Linked DNA regions of Mus musculus: region 2 is linked to region 1. The links are chromatin contacts, called in public HiChIP or PLAC-seq maps. All regions are on one chromosome and are shown on one strand. The core of a region is the stretch at or near the end of the contact, and the rest is flanking DNA. Distances in the headings are between cores, read along the strand shown. Region 1 holds the start of Gtf2h4 (general transcription factor II H, polypeptide 4). Region 2 holds the start of 2410137M14Rik (RIKEN cDNA 2410137M14 gene).

Region 1 (3,426 bases), core at 260-2,759:
TCTCCAATGACATCCCAGAAAGAAAAAGCTCCCTCTCCGAGAATTCTCCACACTGTCTTAAATTCCCTTCAACTCAACGTTGCTAATTTCTGTTTACTTGGTTGCTCCATCTCTTGACCTACGGTTGACATTAGCCCTTGGCTAAAAAAAAGGTGTGTGCTTAGGGCTGAGCCACAATAACAAGGTTTTTCTGGTTCATAATCTTGGAGTTCACTATGTGATCAAATACCCTGCAACCTCTGTCTCTCAAACGTCTCATGCCATCTCCCACGTCCTTAGCAGTCCCACTGTCCCCACAACCTCTTTCTGGTTTGGACTGACACACTTTGGAGTAATGTCTAACACCCTGGTACTCACGCTGGGCTAATAAGCCTCTCCCCGTGCTAACTAATTTCAGTCTGCAGGCCCCATTACATTCTCCAAACATCCCCTTTGCTCTGAAGGCTCCTCACCTGAAGACAGCCAGACAAGTGGCAGGGTGCCCATACAATCGGTCCAGCACCCCAGGGCTCAGGCCTCCTAAGAACTCCTGGAGATTCCTGCATTGTAGGTGTGCTCGGTTCAGTCCACCCCTCGCCGGGGTGATCTCCATCACCTGAGAGGGACAAATGTCAGAACTCCCACATGACCCAGGCCTATATCACTGACTCCAGATCTATTAGGTTCACTTTCTGTACTTTCCTGTCTGATGCCACTTATCACCTATTCCTCCCAAACCCCTCGTGTCCTGCTTCTTTTCTTCATTATGCAGCTCACAATGGCCTTGAATTTGCTATGGAGCCAAGGATGGATTTGAACCCCTGATCCATCTGCCTTTACTTCCCAAGTGGCCACCAGGCTTTTCATCCCATATCTGCCCTTGAAGTTCAGCCTTTGTTCAGTCTCCAGGAGGTGGAATTAGTCTCATTTTTGTGTATGGTCCTGAGGATCAAATCCAGATCCTCACCGGTGTGGACTGAATTACTTATCGTTTCATACTTGCGAGTGTTTTGCATATCAATGACATCTCAAGTTCACCTAAGCATTGACAAAGATACTTATTTGAGCCCAGGCTTCTCTCTCTTGTCCACCCTCCTGGTCAGATCAGTCCAAATGGGTCAAATCCTTAGCTCTCATCTGGGGACACGGCTATAAACTGCCTCATGCTTACCAACCTAAATCCCTTTCTATCCCTTTCCCTCCAGCCAGCCTTACCCCTCTCACTGAGACCCACGCCTCTGAGCTCCTCACATCTCCCCGACTTTCCTTTCACTCCGCTTCTCGCTCAACTCTCTCCCTTACCCTTCTCAAACCCCCTCACCACTCGGCTCCCCCTCGCGCACCCCGGGTCACCAGCCGTCGCCTAATCAGTGCTAATGTCTCGCATTGGCTCCTGGAAATAAAGGATGAGAATTCTAAAAGGTGGGAGAACCACGAAGAACTTCACAGACAGGACCCAGTCAATAAGCAGTCCAAAGAGAAGGGAGAGCAGAGAAATGTGTCAAGAGTAAAGGGGGTTAGAATAGGCAATGCACTCGCCTGTCGCAAGGCATCTTGGGAATTGTAGTCCTCTTCTAGCCTACATTGGAGACTATGAGTCAGGCTCTGACTACAAATCCCTAAAGGCACCGCAAGAAGGCCGGCCGAGAAAAGGTGGCTTTTCATTGGGATTCCCTAGAAACATCCGAAGTCAGACCTTTTGATTCCGCGCCTCTCTCCCCTATACAGCAAGGTGAATCTCTTGTCAGATCAGGAGGAGGCAGCAAACCTGGAGGAGCTCCGGGGCCTCCTATCGGAGACGTACTAAAGCAGCTTAGTGGTGTTATGTTAGATGTAGAGACCTCAAACTGGGTTTCTTTCTTTCTTTCTTTCTTTCTTTCTTTCTTTCTTCCTTCTTCTTATTTTTTTTTTAGGTTTTTCGAGACAGGGTTTCTCTGTATAGCTCTGGCTGTCCTGGAACTCACTTTGTAGACCAGGCTAGCCTCGAACTCAGAACTCCGCCTGCCTCTGCCTCCCGAGTGCTGGGATTAAAGGCGTGCGCCACCACACCCGGCGACAAACTGGGTTTCTTGACCTCTGTTGTTCCTCACGAAACTGAGATAATGATCAGTGCAGAACATCTTCACATGACGTGGATCAACACAATTGCCCTCATTTGGAGCTCAATCAATCAAAATGTCTATGTGAAGTCAGATTCCCTGGAACTGGAATTACATACAGCAGTGAGCTGTTATGTTAGTGCTAGGAATTGAACTTGGGCCCTTTGGAAGGACAGCCATCTCTCCACCATCCTCCCACCTGCTCACTCAATCTTAATCTCTTCCAACTCCCTGGGGAGTTAGAAGATTACATTGCAATTTTTAAGAGAAAGCTATCATTTGCCCTGATTTGATTTATGAATTTATCCTAGGCAAGACAAGGGAAAGGGAAAATGACATCAACTAAGGTCATCTGTAGGGTCTCCAATTCTTATGGGGGCAAATTCTGTTATTCTTACATCACAGGCTATCAAGCTCAACAAGAATAAGAGATCTGAGCCGGGTGTGGTGGCGCACGCCTTTAATCCCAGCACTTGGGAGGCAGAGGCAGGCAGATTTCTGACTTCCAGGCCAGCCTGGTCTACAAAGTGAGTTCCAGGACAGCCAGGACTATACGGAGAAACCCTGTCTCGAAAAAAACCAAAAACAAACAAACAAACAAACAAACAAACAAAAACAGAATAAGAGATCTGCACAAGAAAGTCCCAGTACCGAGATGAGAAACACATTTACCAAGGGCAAAAATGGTAAGGCCATGTAAGGACTTGATTATGCTTTACTATGTATTTTAAGGAAAATCACTGGCTGGTGAGATGGCTCAGTGGGTAAAGGCTTTGCTATGTTGTGACCTGAAGAGAGGGGGAGAGATATCCAACTTCCATGCCCATGCCATGGCGATGTGAATCCCAGCCTTCACCGTCCTGCACTCACATACCATAATAATAAAAGTCATCTTTTAAAAATTAGAGTAGTCTGACGTTATCTTGGTTGTAATATTAGAATAAACCTTTAACCATATCCTGACCTAGGCCCTATATTGGAACACCAGCCCCTCCCCCTCACTGCCGTTACCAAGCTCTCAGCCGAGGCCGGTCAGTATCTAAAGATAAAATGGCCTTTTCTCCAGGAGGGAGAAATTGAAGGCTTGCACATAGCCCCAGAATCGGCATTTAACTTCCCATTCCTCAAACCTCCTATATAAACCCAAGTACCCCCCTCCTTTTGGCAGATGCTACTTTAACGCTGTGTCTGAAAAAAACCGTCCGGTCAGTTGAAGTCAGTCTCCATTTTCCTTTCTGCCCCCTGTCCCTTTAAGCTGCTTCAGAAATCTAACAGAAATAAAATGCCTGTAACTCCAGCTCCAGGGGGAGGGATCCAATGCCCTCTTCTGGCCTCTGTAGCACCTGGA
Region 2 (3,426 bases), core at 352-2,851, 1.3 Mb after region 1:
TGTCACTGTCTGCTTAGGATCCTGCCCCACAAGTATTATTTCAGAAATTGCTGTTGCTGTTGTGATAGATAGCATGCCATGTCGAGGTATCGATACACCTTCAGATGGAGCAGTCTCAGATGTGAGTCCAATCATCCACACCAAGTGCATTGCAACCCTCCGCTGCCATTCCACACCACATGGAGAAAGCAGAGACACATCAGTAATTTCTCCCATGGATGGTTTGGCTTCAATTTCATGTCTTATATCCCAGTAACCGTGAACCTGATCCTCCCAAGCCCATTTTGGTCCTGCTGGGTCCCCACTTGGGTGTAGAGTATTTTATTACTTTCTCCGGAGAGATATGATAGATATCTATTCACCCCAGACAGGACTCCAACAACAGACCAAATGAATGATCCCATCAAAGCCCATCCTTACCATCCAACACAGTTTGGCAATCCCATAAATGCATTGAAGGTTACTTACAGACACGAGTGAGGCGTTACTTAATACTCATAAACACCTACAACACTGAAAAGCCCACTCCAGCATGAATGACAACTCACAAAAGCTAGATCACTGGAGTGTGCCACCAATGAATTCAATCAATTAATACACACACACACACACACACACCATTACCATACTGGCTATCCAGAAGTTCACTATATAGACAAAGCTGGCCTCCAACTCACTCATCTGCCTGCCTCTGCCTCTTCAATGATGGGATTAAAGGCATCAGCCACTACACCCATACCATCAATTAACCTTCTAGTTCCCATATACACTAATATTTCTGAAGTCCAGATGTGGCTAGTAGGATTCCTTGTGATTGGGGAACATAGGAGGGTGTGAATGGCTAGAATCCCCAGTAAGGGTAATCACAGCTTTTCTGATTTTGAAACAGTAACAGCCTTGTGTGGAGCCTGGGGGACAGTATTTCACAATAGGTGGCTTAGGAATTGGTCCTGGCATAAAGTCTGCTCAAGGGCCAATAGAAGCTACCCCTGAAACCTGCATGCTGCAGCATCTCCTCCCCTTTATCCAGGTATTTGAGAAGCCACTTCAACGCACCTTCCCTCCAAGAAAGATGTGCATGATATAACAAAACCAGATGCCTCTTGCTTGCACCTAGTGATCTGAGACTCCTCGGTATCCACTGCAACCCAGGAGCGCAGGTCCTCTCGGTCAGAGAGATGTAATCCTGGCCTTCATAAGTGATGTGCTTATACCCACGGAGGAGGTGATGGTCTGGCCCTATGTCACAGCCGATTAGTCACTGGACAGTGTGAGACTCTGTTGAGGCCAAAGTGGTCAGCACCATGTCCCAGGTTAGCCCCATTCATTGCACACAGCCTGCTCGTGATTGGTCAAAGCCTACTTCAAACTGAAATGAAACCACAGTAAATTTCTGCAGGCTTCTCCAGGATTGCAGGAACTTGCAGATTTCACCAGCCCAAGGTACATATTTCATAAGAATATGCGGAGACTATAGACTAGCCTTCCATATAGGATCACTCACCATTCTCTCTCTGGCTATGATAGCCGAACAGGGTCCACAGTTCGATTTGACCGAGTATTAAGATCCTCCTGGCGAGGCGCATCAGCTCCTCCAAATGCTCAGGTTCCTGAGCTATAAATGGCACCCACGGCTCCACCCACTGACTCTCCAAGTCTTTGCTGAAGCTCGTGATCTGTATGTTGTCCATGTAGCCTCGGTGAACCGAGGTTTGCCTTAGCCAGGATCGTACAAGGTGGTGGTGAAATACCGCAGGGAGTGTGAGCCTAGGGGTGGTGCGGGGGTCAACCCAGGTGGACCTGGAGACAAGCGGACTTGCTGGGAGGAGAACTAGCACACAGGGCTCCAGACACGGATTGGAGAAGAGAGCCTGGCAGAGGGTGTGTAGTTGGGAGACAGCCGCTGAGACTTAGCGTTCCCTGAGCTATTGCTGCCCAGCCTCCTCCCTCCTCCCCACAGAAGTGGCTTCACTTTCCACCCTGCACTCACCCGCGCTGGCCTGAGTTGGGACCAGGGCGGTCGCCAGCAATGGAAAGAGGGTGTGCAGCACCACGGACCCCATCCTCCGTGTTTGGAGAACTTGAAGAGCAAGATCCCTGTCTATGAAGTTTTATAGCGTTGTGGGTGTGTGGGGGCAGATCATGACTCTTAGTGGTTCTACAAAATTCCCACACACAACAGAAGTGAACATGTGGGTGTCCAAACATTACTGGGGAAAAGAGGTTTCCCATTTGTGGATTCTTAGAGTGTTTTTGATTAAAAAGAAAAGAAAGAAAAGCCAATAACAAGCCAGAGTCAGAAGGACGCTCCAGGTTCACCTCATTAGTTCGGGATGGCGGGGAGGGGGAGGGGTGAGGGAAGGCAACAACACTAGCAAACCATAATCTTAGCAGGGGCTAAGGGTCATCAATGGGGGAGGGTAAGCAGCTGTAGAAAGGAGAAAAGAAAGGATTAACCCCTTGAGTTATAAATCAGGAAAGCAAACAGACTCAGCAGTTAATCTACAAGGAAGTGGATTTGGGGGGAGGGCTGGGGGGATACTTCAGGAACGTAGTAAGTACATTATTTCATTTGGGGTATTATTATTCCTTCCATTTCCTTTGCATGTTTTCAAATGACCAGCTTTCCAGAGGGGTTGTCTGCTGGCTAGGTGATTAACAAGTCTAGTTAGATTAGCTCCCAAAGAAGGTGGAAGGGGGCATTGGTATGCAATATTCTAATCTCTGGGACAGATCGGAATGCATAGTCTCCACCCTTGTCAGAAGTGGAGATTAGTTTCCATTCTTTTGACCAAAGTCAAGTTACCCAAAAGCCCTGATACCCCTACCCTTCTCAACTGGTAAATGGATGTGTGTGAGCGGGCCCATTCTTAACAACCCCTAAGCCAGGTGACGCTTGTCTAGCTGCCTAACACTGGCAGAAGCTCCTGAGAACTGACGGTGTGTAAACTAGAGAAATGAACCCTGGGGCCACAAGGAAACTTCAATCCTTAGACTGCTTGAAAGCAAGATCCTAGACCAGATAATTTACCCACAGCCCCTCCTCCTGCACCTAGAGTCCTTTACCACAGTAAACCCTTTATGCAGCACCCTGGTAGAGAGCTGTATGTGTCAGGAAGTCCCAACCTTTTTGTTTCAGGATCTCTGTATGCTCTCACAGATTAGGGAGGACTTCAAACAGATGTTAAGCAGGGTGCATCCATCAATCTTACTTGGGCTAAAAAGTAAAACATGTGTTGAGTTCAGTTCCCAGAATCTTGCAGCTCACAGCTGTTAAGTTTCCAACTGGGACAAATGGCAGAGGTGCCTGTTTAACATACCAAAGTGGAGTGGCCTCCAGATTCTTCTGTCCTTGAGTACCTACCCTCAACAGGGTATGGCTGAAGTACCCTTCCCTCCCCCAACTCCCTTAGACTCTTCCCTGTC

Evidence for each region. HiChIP or PLAC-seq counts read pairs in DNA pulled down with a chosen protein or histone mark.
Region 2: a contact with region 1 is called in an H3K27ac HiChIP or PLAC-seq map of embryonic stem cells, with 2.9 times the contacts expected there. The contact joins the promoter of 2410137M14Rik here to the promoter of Gtf2h4 in region 1.

What each region holds. Positions count from the first base shown.
Region 1 is chr17:35,672,234-35,675,659 of GRCm38.p6, forward strand. Gtf2h4 (general transcription factor II H, polypeptide 4) reads right to left here and starts at 1,510. Exons shown (of 14, transcript NM_010364.4): 1 at 1,323-1,510; 2 at 453-595. The coding sequence starts at 592.
Region 2 is chr17:36,979,636-36,983,061 of GRCm38.p6, forward strand. It overlaps 2410137M14Rik (RIKEN cDNA 2410137M14 gene), which reads right to left and starts at 1,602. Exons shown (of 4, transcript NM_029747.3): 1 at 1,505-1,602. The coding sequence starts at 1,507. It also overlaps the pseudogene H2-M4-ps.